Regions from separate parts of the Hordeum vulgare genome. Here region 2 is linked to region 1. Evidence: chromatin contacts called from public Hi-C data. All regions are on one chromosome and are shown on one strand. Each heading gives the region's core, a stretch centred on a gene start, on an enhancer-like site or on the middle of the called end of the contact. The rest is flanking DNA. Distances are from core to core; before and after follow the strand shown.

Region 1 (3,965 bases), core at 647-3,146:
TTAGTTCACTCTCATTTAGGTACACGACAATGTTAAATGTTGTTAAACATGACAAGAGGTAAAGCATAAATAAACTACACTATCTAAGCATTTTAAATGAGGTCGGAAAGAATATATAGTATTTCCGGAATGACCCCATATGTGAATTTCGAAATTAGTCCATATCTGTACTAAACACATTTTATATTTATTAAACAACAAAATAAAGTGGATCATGTGCTTCTACGCGTCATTCTAGTCAATTACATATATAAATCGTTTAAAATGGAGTTATGGTCTAAATGATATGAGCAACACAAAATGATATGTCACGAATGCAAATGACAGCCCCAACATGTTAAAGCACGGTGAACAAGATATTATGGAAGTACATGAAATCCTAGGCAAGTTTAAATGAGGCCGGAACAACGAATAAAAATTTCAGAAAATTCCCATATGCAAATTAAGATTCGGTACCGTTCTGCCTATACACGATTTTAGAGTTGTTAAACAACAAAATAAGTGCTACCATGTTATTCTACACATTTTTCTAAGCAAGTTACATATGTGGATCATTCTAATCGAAGCACGGTTAGCTAGTTATGAAATAAATCATTTTAACATGGCATTTAAGGAAATTAAATTAAAATAGCAAGTTGAACATTTTAAACACATGTGAGAGTTGGATATTGTAAAACTACACAAAATTCTAAGAGGGTGCTTGGATACGTTTTAGTCCCATGACTAAAAGTAATGAGACTAAAACTTGCTAGCCTCACCCATGCTTGGATCCAAATACTAAAAAGACTAAAATCAAGTTAATGAGCATTTATTATCCTTCAAACCCTCCAATCCAGAACTTGCATGAGGAGTTAAATGAGAAGAGAGAGGACTAATGCACATTTTAGTAGGGGTACCCCTAACTAAAAGATTTTAGCCTCAAGACTAGTTTTAGCCTCTCTTTAGTCAGGGGTGCTTGGAACTTTAGCGTCTTAAAGAGACTAGTTTTAGTCTCTTGGATCCAAGCACCCTCTAAGCATTTTTATGTATGAAGTTTTTAAATCCGATGCATGGTTATTTTCCTACGAACTAAATCATGTTTAATATGGCATGACGCAAATTAATGCAAACAGCAGGGTAAACAACTTTAAACATGCATGAAATTTGGAATTCTTAATCTACATGAAATTCTCGACATTTTTCATGTATAATTGTTTCAATCCGATGCAAGGATATTTAATTATGAGTATGGAAAAAAATGGCTTTTGCTGAAATTATGAGATGCCCTTGATAAATGAATAAATTCACAGTGGGTAAAACATGATTGGGCGGATTGCAGTTTAGTGCAGCAACCCACGTGTGGAATCGGCCCAAGTGATAAGTGAATAAAGGCCACCATGTTATTCTACAGATTTTTCTAGTGAAGTTGCATATATGAAACATTTTAATCGAAGCTATGGTTACTTAGTTATAAAATAAACCATTTTAACATGACATCTACATAAATTACATGCAAACATCTGGTTAAACAATTTTAACATGCATGAAAGTGGGATATTCTTCATCTATGCAAAATTCTGGACATTTTACATGTTGAAATCATCATGATTCGATGCACAGTTATTTAATTATGAGTGTTTGAAAACGTGGTTATTTCGGAAATTTAGCAATGGCCATTTAATTAACAAATCGCCGGACACAAAAAAAAAGCTAAATGGGCCGAATATGCTAATGGGTCGAAAACAGAGCATGAGCGTAACATGTCAAGGCAACGCACAAAGCTCGGGATAGCAGGCGATGCTCACCGAACAGTTGGGCCAGTTTGAAGAAACGGCTAGGCGGAGGGGGCAGTTCTAGCCCACGTGAGTGACGGTGGGGTGAAGCAGAACCGAGCTGGCGGATCTGGCGCTCGCTTGGGTTTGCGAGGCCACGGCACTGCAAGTCCCATGCTAGGAATTCCATCATGGGCCACGGTTGCTGCACGAGGCCTGCCCATGCCGTGGACACAAGCAGGCACCCGCCAAGCGAGGGAGCTCTCGATCCGATCTAGCAAGCTGTTCCCAAAGCAAAGCAGGTCAGCAGTGATCCGGCGCGAGGCTCTCTAATGGCGGTGACAACAAAGGAAGGTGGAGATGGCCGGGAATGGGTGGATCGGAGACTCCCCGACATAGATCTGGCCAGGAAACAAGACGGCGCGACAAGTTGGAGCTGCGGGAGGCCATCCATTGCGGCGTGGTTCCAGCGGGCATGCAACGAGAGAGAGAGAGAGAGAGGTTAGAGGGGAGAGAGGTAGAGCGGGAGAAGGCGTCGGGGTGACCTGGTCGGTGGTGGAGGCAGCTCGCCACAGGGGCTGCAGCACGGACCGATGCTAGATGCGGCGCGGGGGCGAGCCTCAGGCATGGGGCGGCTTCGGATAACAGGGAGGCGAGGGCGTGTGGTAATAACGCTTCGGGCCTGATTCGGCTGGGACGGGCCGTAGCTGGCTACGGGTGGAGGTCTGGCTGTCTGCGGTGGGGCGCGACTGGCTAGCTGGCCCTCTAAACGTTTGATCTGGCCGCTGACGACCGGGATCGTGCCTCACGAGCCGACGTGGTGGCTCGACTAGGAGGTGACGGCGTAGTAGTGGCTCGGACGCGGATTCAAGGCAAAGTGACTGCGGATAGAGGTAGGGGAAGGGTTAGGCTAGGGTTTAGTGTTAAAATGGGCAGGGTAGGTTGTTTGTTTATAGTAGGAAGGATAGGAATGAGGGGTTTTGTCCGTCTTCGGACTGTAGGATAGCGATCCGACGGCTCCGGTCGGGAGGGTTTAGGGTAGGCCTAGTGGGCTGTGTAGATGGGATAGGTGGGGATGAGAGGGATGTTTGCAGCCCATGAGATAATTTGTAAACACCGAAAACGTCCAACAATTTGATCGGCTATAGTGTCGCTTTATATTTAACGGTTTGGGTATCAAATGAACTCTGAATGTGACAAATTTGACAGGCGGTCTATCTATAATAAAACGAGACCGCACGTCAATTTTCGACCAACTCCGAGAATGTTTTATACACAGTTTTGAGAACAAGATGTGATCGGTGTCGCTAGCGCGTGCGTGTGTGGTTGGTCCCGAAACGGTCAACGACAACAACGGAGGGTACCGGCAACCAACAATGGATGCAAGTTTTGAAAACAAACAACACAGAGTGCCGATGATATGCATATGATGTGCATGATCCAATGATGAATGCGACAAACAAAAGAATCACACGACGACGTGCTTTTCCAATTGCTACATGCCCTCCCATTGCAGATAATAAGCAACGTAAATCTAAGGCTCCAACCCCTGTGGTAGAATCTGTGCAGATACACTCGGGGTTCTGTCAGGGGGGGTGGATTTAAACCAGTGTTTCTCGAGTTAACTTTCGAGCCGAAGAAGAAGAAGTCACGCAGCCAGCCTACCATGGAGCCCAGCACATCCAAGGAAGGTCCGGATGGAGTGGGTATCCAACCCCCGACACCCATCAAGACGCTTCAGGTGATTGGCCAGGAACTTGGCATTGAAGCAGAAAACTTTCGGTGGAACAACTTATGGCTGCTCACACGAAGAACCGAGCGGATGTCTCTGATGATTAGTTTCTTCTCCAACTAGTGGGTCTGGCGCGCCCCTAAGTCTGTCTTATTTCTCTGCTTAGGTTAAAATGTTGAGAACTATGTTTTATTTTGGTGTTATATACATTTGTCTGTCAGGGTTGTAAGGCTACATCTTATCTGTGGATGTGTTTGCGTTTGGCTAGTACTACGTAGCTTGCCATGGGATGCTGCTACCTATGGTGTTAAATGAGTAGTACTTATCATAGATATTGGAATGTCCTCTGCTGGAATGTTCAAGGGTTGAATTCGCAAGCTTGGCACAGAGCACTTCAACAAGAATTGGAGGAGAGACAATGTGCGGTTACCTATTTCCAAGAAACAAAATGTGGACCTTATACGCACAAGGAGATCCGTTCC
Region 2 (3,965 bases), core at 852-3,351, 260 kb after region 1:
GACATAACCTATCTTCAGTTTTTACACTTACTTTTATCTTTGAAATTTGCATTTGTCATGCCGAACTCAATAATATTATTTTTACAAAAATATAAGATATTTGTTTCCCCCGTTGCAAACGCACGAGCATGTTTGCTAGTAGCATATATTACAATAAAATTGAATGAAAGAGCTTTGAAAAAAAGTTGACCAAAATCGGGTGATCTTTTTTAGTTGAAGGTCGTAACTGAATGTGATGTCTTTAAAACCAGGGGCATAATGTTATAGCTCTTTAAAACTAGGAAGCAGAGTGTTATAAAAGATAGGGGTAGTTTCATCCATGACTAGTATCTTAATTAGAGAACATAGACAAGTGAAAAAACTGCACCTAATACACACGTTTGGATGCAAAATATTTTTGTAGTTTTCTTAGGCATACTAGGAACCCTAAAGACTTTATGGTGTTTGAATGACAAAACACACTGTAGTTTAAGATACCATGGTATGTCTCATATCAAAGTATTATTGTAGTATCCAAAAAGAGATTCGTACCTCATTATTTAAAATTAAACTTTATAGAAATCATGAGCACCTATCTCTTCTCTGTCTATTATCTCTTAAATGATCATAATTGCTGGACCGCTCCTCACTAGTAGGTGATTGAGGTTAGGTGGCTCCACACATTGCATCATGTAGATTAGATTTCTATTCTAAGGACGACATCATCGGTCAAATTAATTTCTACGGACGATCTCGCATGATTCTATCGACTCACTAACCGTTGATTACTTTCCCGCAAGTAATGATCATCTAAAAGGAAGCTTGCCAATTGATTAGATCAATTTGTGCATGCATTGGGAGTCGGTTTTACACGCACGTCAATTCATGTATACTCAAGGAGCTAGGTAGTGCTAGTGGCGGTGTCAGATTGCAATCATGTGTAGTCAACTCAATGTTGTGTAGCCAATATGTATGTATTTTTATAGATTATATATATATTTTGCATAATTTGTGCTTATATATATTTTTTGCATAATTTATGCTTATATGTGATGCTTTTTCCATAAAGTTGTGTAGTCATTTGACTACACAACCTATACATGGGTGATCTTATAAAAACTACAACGTCAAATGAGTTGGTGGTTTTGCCAATACTGAGAAAAACTATGTTTTGAAGAAAAAAAAGTATTCATTGTCCAAGCAATGAAATACCAAGGTTTTGAAAATGGAGACTGCTACGTGTCTATCGTTAAACGTCTAGTAATCATCCACCACCTTGACAACCGTCGGATCTCCATGCGCGAGCCTTCCGATCTAACTCCTCGCACGCGGCTCGTCGCCTTCCCGACACATTAACTCCTGAAACAACAAACCAGTTGCAGAAACTACGGCCACGTTGCAGAAACAATTCCTAAAACAACGACCGTGTTACATAAATAATACCGAAACAACGGTCGTGTTGGAGAAACAATTTCTGAAACAACGACAGCGTTGTAGAAACAACGACCATGTTGCAAAAATTACGACATGTTGCAAAAATTATGACATCTTTTGACCCATGTTGCAAAGATTACGCCACCTTTCGACCCATGTTATAAAATTTACAACATGTTGCAAAAATTACGACATCTATTGCAAAAATTACGACATCTTCACATAGGTCGAATAAACCCACTGTTACCGAGTATGAGGAATGTCTGTCGTGAAACAACAAGCGGGTTGCACGAAAACAAAAACGACTTCGGTGGACACGGAATGCTGTCGACGGTCTAATCAACACATGATCGAATGGCTGTCGACGGTCTAATCAACACATGATCGAATTGCCATGGAGCCGGCGGACGGGCGCGATGGGCTCGTAGAAGATAATTTTTCGCTTTGAAAATACTTTGGTTTTTACAAGACTCTCTGCCAAACTAGGCCGCAATGGATTTTTTCCCTGTTAAAAAAAAGAAAAAACGTCACCGACCTGGGCGGCGATGGACCGCTGGTCCAACAAGCCAACGGCCACCGAAACCCATACGTAGAGCTCCAAGATTCGTGCCGCAGTGCTCACTCGCATCCCTCCCCCACGGGGGCATCCTCCAGTCCCGACCGCCCCCCCCCCCCCCCCAACAACACCCACCCCCCTCCTCTTCCGGACCCGGCACCAACCCCCCGTTCCAAATCCCACCACCCCATCGCCGTCGGCGAGCCACCAGCACCAGTACCACCTCCTCCCCATCTCCACCAGCCCTCGCATAAACCTCGAGCCGACGCCTCCTCCACCCTCTCCCCGCACGCCCACCCGCGCATCGGGCTGCAGCTAGGGTTTCATGCGCTCCGTGGCCGCCACAGCCGCCGATGTCGCACCCCGGCAAGTTTGTATCCGTTAACCTCAACCGATCGTACGGCCAGTCCGCCCAATTCCAAAGTGGCGGCCGCCCCTCCCGCCCCGCTGCCCCCTCTGCCGGTGGCGGCGGCGGCATGGTGGTGCTTTCCCGCGGTCGCGGCTCCTCCTCTATGGCCAAGCCGCAGCAGCCCAAGCTCTCTGTACCGCCGCCTCTGAACCTCCCCTCGCTCCGTAAGGAGCACGAGCGTTTCGAGGGCGCGACCGCCACTACTGGCGGTGGGGTCGCCTCAGCCCCGCCCCGATCCGGCGGGGCCGTGGCTGGGTGGACGAAGCCTGCTCCGGCATCCGAGAAGCAACTGGGCTCGATACCGGCTCCTAGTGGCGTTGCCAGGCTCCCATCGTATGGATTCCAGGAGAAAGCTGTCGTCCTGCGGGGCGAGGACTTCCCTTCTCTTAAAGCAGCGGTGGCGCCACCACCTGCGCCACCCGTGCAGCATCGCCAGAAAGACGTTGATGGTGCTCAAGCCGCCATGCCGGAGACACAGCCGATGCCCCTGGGCATGCGACCGCATGTGATGCCCTCGCGTGGTGCTGAGCCCTTGGCTTCTGCCGGCGTCACAGGTACTGGCCTCCATGGTTCAGCGGAGAAGGCCCAAACTCATGATTTGGGGCCGCTGCCACTGGTGCGGCTAAGGTATGATGCTGATTGGGCTGATGATGAACGTGATACAGGGCTGAGTCTCCCAGATCGCGACAGTAAAGAGAGGGGATTTGGTAGGATTGAGACCATGGTTCCAGGGTGCGACTTCTATGGTGCGACAATGGAGCGCTTAAAAAATGAGTCCTTGGGGAGAGATTACATTGCTCCCAATAAAGAGGGCGTGCAAGATGGTTTGTGGCGATCTCCTATGCCAAGCCACAATGTGGAGAGGACAGATGGTCGTCCTCACAGTGCAGGCAAAGGAAGCGGACAGTTACTTTACCATGAAGGCATTACTAACGGTGCCTCCAAGGATTTGTGCAATACTAGTAAGGAGCCTGCTGTGCGAGCCTATGGACAGATTGGGACGGAACTGCACGGAAGCGCACATATTGGGGAAACTGCAGGTGAATGTTACAATGATAATTCTAATAACTGGTACAGAGGGAAGTCTTTCCAGAATAATCCTGTTTCCAAGGTGATGCCATATCTTGGTAATAAGGGACCTTTAGTTAACGAGCCAGGAGCAAAATTTGGCAGGGATAAGTGGCTCACTGGAGTCCCTGTAAGGCCTTTAGTTGAGCATACCGGTTTTGATAGCATTTCTGCCGTTAGTTTCAGTTCAATAAAGAAGAAAAAAGAAACAACCAAACCATCAGATTTCCATGATCCAGTAAGGGAGTCATTTGAGGCTGAGCTCGATAGGATCTTGAGGGTACAAGAGCAAGAAAGACAGCGGGTAGTGGAAGAACAGGCCAGAGTCAGAGAAATCGCTAGGAAACAAGATGAGGAGAGGGAGAACCTGATAAGAGAGGAGGAGGAAAGGCGGCGGTTGGTGGAAGAAGAGGCAAGACAGGCTGTTTGGCAAGCCGAGCAAGAGACGCTGGAAGCTTCCAGAAGAGTTGAGGAGCAGAGAATTGCTAGGGAGGAAGAGAAGATGAGGGTTGCTATGGA

The links. Hi-C and Micro-C count contacts between places; a contact is called where the count stands out from the background.
Region 2: a contact with region 1 is called in a Hi-C map of seedling, with 5 times the contacts expected there. The contact joins the promoter of LOC123448458 here to the enhancer-like site in region 1. A contact is called at or near these places in 1 of 6 Hi-C or Micro-C datasets (seedling) and 1 of 1 datasets of contacts at active chromatin or transcription factors (embryo).

What each region holds. Positions count from the first base shown.
Region 1 is chr4H:242,504,440-242,508,404 of MorexV3_pseudomolecules_assembly, forward strand. No RefSeq gene overlaps it. Among protein-coding and RNA genes, the nearest start is that of LOC123448458, 260 kb to the right of the region's middle. Within about 2 kb of position 1,897, at least 3 of the 3 cell types and tissues checked have open chromatin away from gene starts, as enhancers often do. A contact at or near this core is called in seedling, where this site is marked.
Region 2 is chr4H:242,767,616-242,771,580 of MorexV3_pseudomolecules_assembly, forward strand. LOC123448458 reads left to right here and starts at 2,102. Exons shown (of 8, transcript XM_045125359.1): 1 at 2,102-3,965. The coding sequence starts at 2,323.